Linked DNA regions of Sus scrofa: region 2 is linked to region 1. The links are chromatin contacts, called in public HiChIP or PLAC-seq maps. All regions are on one chromosome and are shown on one strand. Each heading gives the region's core, a stretch centred on a gene start, on an enhancer-like site or on the middle of the called end of the contact. The rest is flanking DNA. Distances are from core to core; before and after follow the strand shown. Region 1 overlaps FRMD4B (FERM domain-containing protein 4B). Region 2 has its middle 190 kb from the start of MITF.

Region 1 (6,403 bases), core at 3,784-6,283:
GCATATGGAGGTTCCCAGGCTAGGGGTTGAATCAAATCTACAGCTGCCAGCCTACGCCACAGCCACAGCAACAAGGGATCTAAGCCGCATCTGTAACTACACCACAGCTCACGGCAATGCCGGATCTTTAACCCACTGAGCAAGGCCAGGGATTGAACCTGTGTCCTCATGGATGCTAGTCAGATTCGTTTCCACTGAGCCATGATGGGAACTCCAGATGTGATAATATTTTAAAGCTGAAGCAACCAGGACCTATATAGCATCGGCAACTTCCTCAAGGTAAAAGAGCATCTCAGATCTAGGTAGAGCTGTCTGGCTCTGGCGTCACCAGAGGGTGAACATAAAAACACTGTCTGAAAATACACAGGTCCACAACTGGTTCAGAGTACTGCTGCTTATGCATCAGATAAAAAGAGGAGAGACATTCAGAGGAGGAGAGAGCAAGAGAGAAAGATGGGGGAAAGCCAGACACGGTGTGGGGGGGCAGGAGAGCAAGAAGGACACCAATGTTCTTTGTAGGAATTTGCCTTATCTCTTCCGGTCATCTTTTTGTCACAGCTGTTTCCTCCATCCTTTTAAGCTCTAAATATCCATAAACTTATCTGAAAAGCAAGCACTGAGGGCTGATAAGGAATTCCTCTGAGGAACTTGAAGAGCCTATACCAATCCTCACTTCAATTCATGTATACTGCTAGTGGGAATGAAAAATGGTATAGCCACTTTGGAAAACAATCTGGCAGCTCCTCAAAAGATTAAAGAAAGAGTTACCATGTGGCCAAGCAATTCCACTCTTAGCTATAAACCTGAGAGAAATGAAAACATCTGCACACGAATGTTCACAGCAGCTTATTTGTATAATCACCCAACCCACAGACAGAAAAGGCTGTGATTCTCACCTCCGAGGATCATGAACTTCCACAGCAAACTTCTTCTCACGGAAATATAAGTTCTCCAGCTGTTTCCATTGGAATAACTAAGCGATGACAAAAAGAGAAATGCCACCCAGCTTTAGTTAACTTTTACTAAATCTAGAAATCAGCTTAATACTTTAAAAAAAATCAAGAATTAAGATTAAGAATTAAGCACTAAGACGAGGCAGGAATACGGAATGCAATCTTTTTAAGTGAATCAACTACAACCTGAAACTATTTTATTCCTTCTTCTGACAGTCACCTTCACCTCATCAATCTTCCTTGAACAATAAAAGCAGGCAACTGTGGGGACCATGCATATTACTTTTCCTCTGACTCAACTAAATAAAAGAGTAAGGAAATGGTAGATTCCAGTAAGCACATGCCTTCTGATCAAAGATGTTGATTTCATATTTAAATGGAAAGATAACCAAAGAGATGTTTCCATAAGACCACAGATAAAATTTCAAAAGCAAGCAAAGTGAAAGTAAAACGGAACCCCAGAGGGGTGATTCTCTGTTTCCCCGCCTATAAGTGTTCCCCTAAAAGCAACAGAAACCTCCTGCCCGGAATTGGAGGCCGGGGAGGGTGGGAGTGAACGCTGGAGCTGCCCTCCTGGACCCTGAGCTAGAGCCTCTACTTTTTGTAAGGAGAACCCACTTCTACATTCCCACAGTGACATTCTAACGCTGCCCTGGGTGTTATTTGCCAGTTGGTTGGGAGAAAGATATTACTAGCAATGGGTGCTTGAAACTTAAGTAACTTGTAAAAAGTAGCTAGCTCATTCACAGAACTGAGCGTGGCCCCACTGTGTTTTCTGGGTTCACTCCCAAGTCTTAGGTGAGCCTGAACCCCAGCTCATCCTTTCAACTGTGACTTCAGAGTTAAATTCTTCTCCATCCCAGTCTTGATTACTGGGGAAAGACCAGAATAACAATTTCATTCCATTACTGGACTTTGGCTAGATTTTTAAATTACGTTAAAAGAATCTTCAAAGAGCACTTCAGTGGGCTAACAATTTCTCTGCAATGCATGATCAGCAAAACTATTTTCTCAGGTACAAGAACTAAGACTTTTCATCAACATGTAAACTCAAGTAAAGGAACAGCAGGATATCATAAGATATCACTTACGTGTAGAATCTAAGAAAATGATACAAATGAACTAGTTTACAAAAGGAAACAAACTCACAGACTGACAACAAATTTATGGTTACCAAAGGGGAAAGATGGGGGGAAGGATAAATTAGGAGCCTGGGATGAATATACACACACCACTATACATAACAGAGATAACCAACAAGATCCTACTATATAGCACAGGAAACTCTACTCAGTATTCTGTGACAACCTATATGGGAAAAGAATCTGAAAAAGAACAGATGTATGTATATGTGTAATTGAATCACTTTACTGTATACCTGAAACTAATACAACACTGTAAATGAACTATACTCTAACAGAAAATTTTAAAAATCAAATAAAAAGAAAGGAATAGCATGAGCTGAAGATTCCTATACATAAGCAGATTGGAGACAAAAGTGTTCACACTGGACTCTCACCCCAAACAGAGTAAAATACACCAGCACCCACGAAGCACACAGCCCTTCACAGGCTGAACTACAGAGTCTGTCACTATAATCCTTACTCAGGTAGAAAGAGGAATTAGCAAGAGCTTCAAGCTACATACCGATTTCCTCAGATGTCCATAGGTTTGAGGCTTTCATTTCTTTTAATCCCGAGGATCCAAAAATGGGACAGAAGTAGGAAGGAAAACTCCGAGGCCCGTTTCCCCTCCCCCCGTTTCCCCTCCCCCCTCCTGGCTGGCAGCTCCGGTGAGTTCTGAACAGAGTTTCCTAAGACACTTAGGTGTAACTCAGTTTCACAAACCGAGCCTCCCACGGCTGACACGCTACTGACATCAGCAACTCTACTGAGAGACACCTCCCGGGTTCCACTCCTTTCTCGCCATCAGGGAGAGGACATCCGAGTTGTCTTTAGCCGATTTTCCCAGGAGATAGATACCGTTTTCAACTGGGGGTACAGACTGGATTTGGATGGTGTTTCCTGGGAAGTAAGCTGCTTTGAATCCAGGGACAAATTTCACCAGAGGCTGGGTGAGGGAGACGTGTCTCCGGGTTTACTCACCCTGGCCCACGAACAGGTTCTACAGGAAGAGCCACAATGCAGCTCAGCTGTGTTTTCCTTTGCGTCCATTCCCACACACAGAAAAACCAGGGCTGGACTTGCAACCTGATCTCTGAAAGCCACCACCTCCCCCTCTTATCACTTACAAACGTGAAATACTAGCGCTTTTGCCTCCATTTAGCCTGGCCCTGCACGGAGAGCCGAGACGGGGCTTCCTGTGAGCAAGAACCCTACTTAAAAGACGAAGGGTTTCAGTTCATTTAAAGAGTCTGAAGTAATTAAATGGCAACTGAGTTTGCACACAAAGTTATGGGAATGAGACTGAGTTTTTGAAGTCTGAAAGGCAAAGCCCTTGCCCCACTCGAAAGCTTAAAAATTTGCAAAATGTGGTATCACGTATGTTCCTGTAATAGAATAAAAGTCAACAGTGTTCGCACAAACTTAATTTGTGACAGCGGTTGCCGCTAGGGTGGGGAAGGTAGAATGGATGAGGGGTTAAGTGGCACAGAAAACCTCAACATTACCAGTCATGTTTGATTTAATAAAAATAAGTAAATATGACAAACTACAGTAATTGACAATTTAAGTGGTTATGTGGGTCTTATCAGATTCTTGGTATTCCTGTCTATTTAAAGTAATGGAAGTTTATATAAAATGTACAAAGGTTGGTCTACCATACTAGAGTGAGATTTCCACTTCCTAACCATTTGGGGAGCTTCTATTTTAGAAATCTGTCACTACTGTGATTATTATCAAGGTATGAAGTTGATAGGAAAACACAATTGCAGTGGCACTGGAACTAGTTGGCAGGTAGTCTTTCTTTTTTTAAATTTCTAAAATCATCCTTCTACTGTGCTTCTCAATGATCTTGGAGTTCTTTTTTTTTGCTTTTTAGGGCCGCACCCACAGAGGTTCCCAGGCTAAGGGTAGAATTGGAGCTACAGCTACCAAGCCTACGCCACAGTCATAGCACACAGGATGTGAGCTGCATCTTTGACCTACACCACAGCTCACGGCAACGTTGGAGCCTTAGCACACTGAGCGAGGCCAGGGATCGTACCCGCAACCTCATGGTTCCTAGTCGGATTTGTTTCTGCTGCACCATGTCGGGGAACTCTGATATTGGAGTTCTTGTTCTCAGAGAGCCAGGATGAGGCTCTGAAGCTAGCAATGGAGAGGAGATGAAGTGGATTCCTTTCTTCATGCAATCTGCCTAGGACAGTGCCTGGCACACAGCAGGTAACTAACCAGTTTTCATTCGGGTAAGTAACACCCCCCCTCCACCCCCCACAGCAAAATTGCTTGAGATTTTGGACCAATGGACAGATAAGAGGAAATTGTCAAAGAAATATCCATCAGGCTGATCTGACTTCTTGGGGGCATCTATTTAGAGAAATGGCCTGACATATATAAGGAATACTCTAAACCTCCTGAAAGAAGAACAGCTGCAAGAAACCACTTAAGAGGAAAGATCAAAGTTCAGAGGAAGGTAGAAGGAGAAGAGGAGGCTTTCTATTTTCCATTGTTTGGAGAAAACAGGTGCCCATAATAGAGAGTAGGACTATTATAGGGTACGATGTCTTATAGGACAGAACAAAACTATTATATATATTGTATTATATGCATGTGTTTCTATAAACAACATTTGTAACTTTCATATTAAAACAGAAAAAATTTTTGCCCAGGCCCATTCCCATTGTTGGAGATTTAGTTGGGGGGTGGGGTGGGGTGGAGCTTTGCCTGCAAACAGTTAAGAGTATGAAACTGTGATCCAAAGTGATCATTAAATAAGCATAATAACAATTATTAATTGATATCTATTGTTGTTTATGTGGCACTCACTAGTAGCAATGAGTTTGAAATTGTGTTTATAATTCACAGTGTTTGTGACAAAAGGAAATACTTGCCTGGTGACAATAAAACTATGAATTAGGTAGGTCTTCCAGACTTCTTTCTACTCTATGCTCATCTAGAATGATTAATTGTGCCTTTTAGCATCAAAAGAAGGAAGTAGATAGCAACCGATGAAACAACAGCTGGGATTAAGTTTGAGATTGCAAAATAAATAAACAGAGAGATAAAAAAGTCAAAGAGGAGCAATCTGAACAGTGATAGTAACAAAAAGATAATAATAAAAATACTACGACAGGAAGAAAATGTATCTTTAGGTTACAAATCAACTTGTCTTAAGAAAAGTGTGACATTGTAAGTCAACTATATTTCAGGAGTTCCCACTGTGGCCAGCAGAAATGAATCTGACTAATATCCATGAGGATGTGGGTTCCGGAGCTGTCATGAGCTGGGGTGTAAGTGAAGACTGGGCTTGGATCCTTCGATGCTGTGGCTGTGGTGTAGGCTGGCAGTGCAGCTCTGATTCGACCCCTAGCCTGGGAACTTCCGTGTGTCTTGGATACAGACCTAAAAAGCAAAAAACAACAACAAAAAAACTATACTTTGATCAAAGTTTTTTTTAGTATCAAAAATTTAAAAACTGACAAAATCAAAGTGGAATCAAAATCTATCTTAAAAGCCAACTTGTATAAAATACCATAATCAGAATCTAGTCCCTTTATCCTTTGATGTAAAGTTAGAATAAGAGCCATGTTATTACACTCTATTTAATGAGATGCATGGCTTGAATAGTTAAGCCACTTTGTTGAAACCTATAATCAATATTTAGACCCCACCCACTATTACAGACTTAAATACAAGAAATCACCTCCTTCCCATGCCTATCCTACAATCACACTGGTTCCTAAAAATCCAAGGCCACTGCCAAACTTTAGAAAAAAGGACTATAAGGAAAAGAAGAGGGACTTTTAGGAAACCAAATGTCACATATTTAAGTAGCTCTTGGAGTCTTTTCATCATTCCTCTTCAGTTAGCAAATACTTCTTGTCCACCTTCTTCGTGAGAGGTCCTGATGTAGTTGGCAAATAATGGACAGGTCCCCTGCCTCATGGTGCTTACCTACTCACTGGACCCCATTGGACATTTCCATCCTGATTTCAACACATCTGTTTTATTTGGCAAGCTGCTTAACTTTCCTAGGTCTCAGTTTCCTCATCTGTGAAATGGGACCAACAAAGCCTTTCTCAGAGGGTTGTTGGAAGGGTTTAGTGAGATTATGTTTACAAAGCACTTAGCCCAGTGCCTGGCTCAGAATCTATGCTCAGTAAGTGATAAAGCTAGTCAGATCTGTCATGAAGGACTCTGAGTCCAATTCTCTTATTATCTCTTCTGAAGATGGAGAAGTGCCTATCTTTTCTAAAGATGGAGGAGAGCCACTTAACAGCAGAAAGAGAACTAGAAATGGCTGTCTGGATCCCACATCTGTCTTTCCAC
Region 2 (6,342 bases), core at 21-2,520, 570 kb after region 1:
CACCTTGTTTGAAGACTTTATTTAAAAAATGATGTGTATTTTAAGAACTCAAGCATCTTCTAGCTATTAATAGGTTGATAGGCAATATTAATTTTACTGTCTCTCAGTCCTCACTTGAAAGAGGCGCTATGGGAACTGGAAAGTTCTTAGTTCCCTGGAAATCTCTGGGAAGCAGTATACTAAATGTCTATAAATATTTATTGAATAAAGAAGGACTGAAATGAATAAAGTATTTCTGGTGTGCAAGAAGGGGTCCTTAACTTTGGGGAACTCTGTTAAACTCTTAGAAAAAAGTATTTTAGAAAATATCTTGACTTTTTTTCTTATTAGCTGTGAGCCATTGTTAAGGTTTCTTGAACCCAGTTTTCTCATCTAAAATATGGGGGATGAAAAAAGATCATGTGTCACATGCTTGGTGACTGTAAAATGCTCAGTACATGAAGTTAGTGGGGGCACTAATTGTTGTTCCTACCGTTGGCATTAAGAGAGGAAATCAACAGGTAGTCAGTTCTTGTACTTCTGTTCTATAGACTCAGAATGAACACATAGTTTGGGAATACTGAACCATCATTCCTAGGAATACAGGGTTAGGTTCCTGCAAGCCTGTGGTCACAGCATGTTTGTCAACTGCTTGAAACATAACCTTGCTTTATGTTTCTGATAAAGACACTTTATTTTATAATTATTGATTCATTAACATTGAACTTAGGGCCACAGCACTGTTAAGTCATGTCTGAAGGAAGCTTATCTACCACCTGTGTTTTCTCCTTAAGGCACCTCCTAGCCATCTCATGTTTCGTAACACCAGACAGTACATTTTCTTTTTAAATTTTTTAATTTTTTTCAGACAGTACTTTTTAGCATTAGGTAGGCTTGGGGGAATCAGTAAAGTAATGAAGAAAAAATACACAGATGCTGAAAGCTTAGCACTAGATAGACCCCTCCAAGGACACTTTTTACCATGTGAGAGCTGACACAAAGAGGCAGAGAGTCGCCTTTCTTAACCTCCTTTGGGAATGCATGTTGTGGATGACTCAGATTTCTCACTTCTCTATCCACAAATGACTGTAAAAATGCTGCAGATATCAATTTTGGAGTTACAAATACATTTTAGCAATAGGTAAACTCAGAAATAGGAAATCCATGAATAAGGATGGTGAATTGTATTAAAAATTATTTCCTAGCACCTGTCTTTCTCTGGCAGTTCTTTCTCTGAGCTAAAAAACACATGCTTAGTGGGGAAGACATGTTCAAACACTGTCTGCTCCAGCATTGTGGTGGAGTAACAGGATGTTACAGTAATCAAGTTTTCCCAGGCATCTGATCTTCCAATTTTACCAGTTTATTTGCCAATGAAAATGGCTCCTCACTTCCAGATCTTTAATCAACATTCTGATTAAATCAACTCTTCTGATATTTTACTCTTCATTTTGATGTAATTACTACTGTTCTTTAGATGGTGGGGAGTGAGAATGGGGACTTGGAAAAAAAGCACAGAGAAATTGTGGGAAAAATGAAAAAGGAGTTACCTTCATGACTCAGCAGAAACAAATCTGATTAGCATCCATGAGGATGCAGGTTTGATCCCTGGCCTCGCTCAGTGGGTTAAGGATCTGGTGTTGCGGTGAGCTGTGGTATAGGTTGCAGACATGGCTCTGATTTGGTGTTGCTGTGACTGTGGTGTGGCCTGGCAGCTGTAGCTCTGATTCTACACCTTGTCTGGGAACCTCCATATGCTGAGGGTGTGGCCCTAAAAAAAAAAAAAAGAAAGAAATTGTGGGGACCATTGCTGATGAATCCAGTAGGAAGCAATGAAATGGCTTAGAAATTCTGGTGTAGGAAGTTTTTAAAGTCACAAGCCCAGCTTACTCATGGCCTCGAAGATAAAGGTGATGCTTTTGACTTCTCAGTGTATTGAAAATTAGCATATTATAATTATAAGTATAGTCATTGTAAACATTAATTGAGTACTTGTTGGGAGTGCTTGGAATTCTTTTAGGAAGGATGGAAGGAAAGAGTTGTTTTCAGTAGGCCCAGCAGTTTTGAGGGGCATAGCAGAGAGGTCACACAATGTAATAACAACAAAGAAACACAAACAGCAACAATAACAGCAGCACCTAGGATTTTCAAAATCCTTACCACAGGCTGTGTCTTGTATTAGTGCTTTAATCTTTTCTGTGTTTTGGAAACAAACCTACTGGGGCTAAAGTAATAAAAATTGGAGTTCCCGTTGTGGCTTAGTGGTTAATGAACCATGAAGATGTAGGTTTGATCCCTGGCCTCGCTCAGTGGGTAAAGGATCTGGGTGTTGCCTTGAGCTGTGGTGTAGTTCGCAGACATGGCTTGGATCCCGAGTTGCTGTGGTTCTGGCATAGGCTGGCGACTATAGCTCCTCTTGGAACCCCTGGCCTGAGAACCTCCATATGCCTCTGCTGCGGCCCTAAAAAGACAAAATAAATAAATAAATAAATAAATATAGTAATAAATAAAGTAATAAAAATTGTAGAACAGTGGGGTTTAAGTATCGAAGATTGCATCTTGTTCTACCTTGCATCTGTAGCCTACCTTTTGCATTTTCATAATGTATTCTTGTGTATCATTAGAGGAATGACTTTAGCTTGTGTGTGTGCATGCATGTGTCTGTGTGTGTGTGTTCATCTGTCTTAGTCCTGGGATAAGGAAGATACCTATGTGATTTTTTTTTTTCTCCAGATTTTTCCTTTATTAGAAAAGTCAAGAACCTGAAGCAGAAGGAATGAATAATTTGGATCTAGTTTAATGACCAATATATTGAGACAAATACTAGCTATATTTCAAATGCTAGTTTGATTATATGAGGTAGGTGGGATCCCATTTTATAGATAGCAAAACTGAGGCTATGCCATTGTAATAAAGTTGCCTGAAGTCATTCAAATAAGAGTGGAACCAAGACTTAATCAGATGACTGACTTCAAAGCTTACCCTCCTGTCTGTCATGCTGCAGTGATTTCTGTCCATATTGGGGTATCTAGAGGGAGGCAGGATAGGAAGTGATCAGGCATAACAACTCATGTTGATTTTGGAATAGAAAGAGGACTAAGTTTCTGATGAAGTAAAGAGAAACTCTGGGTGTGGCTGACCATCTGAATCCAAGATAAATAGATCTGTCTATTAAAGGTGCTCACAGAATGCTTGACTGCACAGTTCTTTGTTTTCAAATCTGTTTCTGATGGTTGAAAGGAGGTAGGCTGTGAAGGCCTCAAGAAAGGTAGCAGAAGATGGGATGGTGGATACTTCATCATTCACCAGGGCGTGGTGTGTGAGTTGTAGATTTTCCTCATGCCTCATTAAAGATCTTCTTTGAATGGCCCTAGTGGATATGGATAACATCAAGAGTCTTGTCTACTTACCCATCCTGTGGTCTACCACTGAACATGTAACTCCTAACATCTTTATGGTTTCCATTCATCTCTCTCTTTTTCCCTTCTAACCTGACTTGTTAATTGCTTTTCCTATATGTTTTTATGATGTCGTAGCCAGTCTATTATGTTCTGGACTGTTTATCTTTGAATGCCAAAGGTCTTGAAACATCATAATGTTGTGTAATGAACATAACTTCTGCCTTGACATGTGGGTGTTAAAAACATTAGTCATTGCAAAGTATTGAGTTAAATATTTTCAATAAAAGAATATAATGATCTAATGGAGAGGAAGATGTTATAAAAATACTAGTTGATGGCTTTAATGATGAGCCATGTACTTTGTGGGTTCTAGCAGTGATGGGTTAGAAATTGACAGAATGAATGTAAAAGCGTTCACACTCTTGTTTAGTGAAAGAGAAGAAAGACCAACAATTTTAAAAAAATGTAATTCTTATGTATACAAAGAAAAATGTCATCCATTTGAAGTTTTCAAATCTTCTGTTCCTGGTTTCCTGCCTCACATGTATCTTTAACTACCATGCGAAATGTTATAGATTTGCATGAGATAGTATCAATAGAGACCTCTGGGCTGTGTCTTGTCAGGAAGCCTGTAGCCTTGCAATGATCTGTTTTTTTTTTTTTTTTTTTGAGAGCATCAGGGCATCTTTTGTAACACCATCAGAGAGCCAGGGACTTCCTGAGTGAATGAACAAGGTGGGTCTCTACTTGTGGTACTGATTTTACGAAGCATTTTGGTCAGCATTAGTCATTACAAAACTGTATGCCTGCTGCTTTGATTTATCTCTGTAGACATCTCCCCATGGTGTAAGATGGAATACTCATCTGTCTATGTCTCTGGGTATCTAAAAATGTTAGAGGTACATCGGTCTTTTTCTTTTTTTTTTTTTTAGGGCCTCACCTGTGGCATATGAAGTTCCCCGGCCAGGGATTGAATCCGAGCCACAGCTGTGACCTATGCCACAGCTGCAGTAATGCTGGTTCCTTAAACCGCTGTGCCCTAGTGGGAAGTCCCATTGCTCTATTTCTTGCTGGAGAGTGTTTTGTAGGTACCGGTCTTCTCTGAGGGAATATTGTCTATTGAGTGTTGGGTCATCAGTGCTCTCTTATTTCTCGGGGTTGGCAGGTTTAAACCAGAGACAATGCATGCCGTCCGTTACCTGTTCAGTCATTCTGGTAGGAAAAAACTTCTAAGTTAAATACCTTTTCTTTCCTACGGAGGTACCAACAAGGAAACTGTCTTAATTTTAGAGTAGGGAGCCTAAACTGTGTCTGTGGCTGCTGTTAAAATCTTCTCAACAGGCTGGGTATTTTCAAAGGATATCCAGCTCAACTATATCAATTATGTGTGGGGAAAATGTTTATTTTCCACTATAACACCATGTCCAAATGGATCATCATCTCATGATCAATGTCTGACATTTTGGGGGTCAGAGCTTGTGTGAAGGGGAGATCTTGCATCTTTGGTAATATTTCTGGAAGGATTATTGATATTGAGCCCTCCTGTATATGGTTTTCCATTTATTTGCTATCTCTATTAACTGAATCTGTAGATAAGGAACAATTTTTGAATGGAAACCAAGTAACCTGTTGATGTAAAGTCAACTTTACCTTTTATGATTCTCATTGTTAGCACCTCCCTCCTTCCTGGCTGGATTCCCTGTCATTTTAAGTAGGCAGCAATTACTGGTTTGTTCAAGAAGCTGGTTCCTGCTGCCAAGGATCCTCTTAATTATCACTCTATCTCTCACTTGGTCTCCCTTGAGTTGAGAGAAGGTGCACGTTAAGTGTGTGGCAGAGTAGCAGCTGTCCTAGCTCCGTAATAATCTCCTCTCTGGCTCGGTTCAGTGGATCCAATGTTCAGCCAAAGGGCCGAGGCAGCCCTGGTGAGTCTTTTCAACTCTTCTTTAGGTTGTTTGGTCAGTCAGCTTTGGTGTGGTTTTCTTGTGCCTCTGACTCTGACCTGAGTAAAAGCTAAGGGCATTTGGGTTGGGAGTTCACACCTGTTCCGGGTCCATCTCTGAGCTCAGATGGGACACCTTGAAAATACTGCAATGGTTTTCTCACAAACTCTTTTCTCTCACTGGGACAAAGGAGACCATGGAATTGACTCATGGCCTGTCTTCAAGAAGGTAATGCACATCATAACCAAAATAACTCAATTTTTACAGGTTCTTCGATAGCACATATTTTTTTTTTTTCAGAGCGATAGTCTTTTGCCTAATAATGATTCTTTGGTTTTTGTCGTTCATAAATGGCTAGATTGCTTTCTGTTTTCAGAAATGTTCAGTTCACTTGTTTCAGTGAATTTTTTTTTCAGAAGTTCCACTGGATCATTTGATTAGGTTTGGAGTGCCTATGCTTCCTTTTCTACTTTTTCTGTATTTTTGGCAGTGTTGTTGTTTAAAACTGTTGAAGTGATTCGCTGCAAAGTGGATTAATTTTCCACGTCTTCAAATGTGTTTTCCAGTCGCCTCAAAATTTCTTTGCACTCCCCCCCCCATATGATAGTCTGCAGTCATAGTTCTCTCATTCTTCCTGGATCCAATATAAATGCTGATGTCACTGAATTTCTTAAAATACAGCTGGTGGGGATTAACAGAAATTGTAAGAGCATACCACTTCCTCATTTTGCTATTTTCTTGACTAATTATTGTCCTTTCAAGTTCTGTAGGAGACTGGGGATTTGGAAGGAAGTTCTCTGTCTTGAAGTTAAAACAGCACTTTTCTCCCCTCCCCCCGCCTTTTTTTTTTCCTGTTAATGTTATTCTTCAAAAATAATCTGATTTTTTTAGGATGCTGCCTGAATGTGCTCTCAAATAACCTTGGCTAGACTTTCTCCACTTAGGGTTTTGCATGGTGCATTGTCTTCTATCCTGGGTGAAAGGTTTTGAATACTTCCCTTTAGTAAGTTTCCTTATAT

Evidence for each region. HiChIP or PLAC-seq counts read pairs in DNA pulled down with a chosen protein or histone mark.
Region 2: an H3K27ac HiChIP or PLAC-seq map of alveolar macrophages shows a contact between it and region 1. The contact joins two enhancer-like sites. A contact is called at or near these places in 1 of 47 Hi-C or Micro-C datasets (epiblast stem cells) and 1 of 2 datasets of contacts at active chromatin or transcription factors (alveolar macrophages).

What each region holds. Positions count from the first base shown.
Region 1 is chr13:50,626,413-50,632,815 of Sscrofa11.1, forward strand. It overlaps FRMD4B (FERM domain-containing protein 4B), which reads right to left. Exons shown (of 23, transcript XM_021069209.1): 13 at 897-973. Among named protein-coding and RNA genes, the nearest start is that of LMOD3, 75 kb to the left of the region's middle. Within about 2 kb of position 5,034, at least 8 of the 83 cell types and tissues checked have an H3K27ac peak or open chromatin away from gene starts, as enhancers often do. A contact at or near this core is called in alveolar macrophages, where this site is marked.
Region 2 is chr13:51,196,176-51,202,517 of Sscrofa11.1, forward strand. It overlaps a transcript of MITF not described here. Among named protein-coding and RNA genes, the nearest start is that of MITF, 190 kb to the right of the region's middle. Within about 2 kb of position 1,271, at least 5 of the 83 cell types and tissues checked have an H3K27ac peak or open chromatin away from gene starts, as enhancers often do. A contact at or near this core is called in alveolar macrophages, where this site is marked.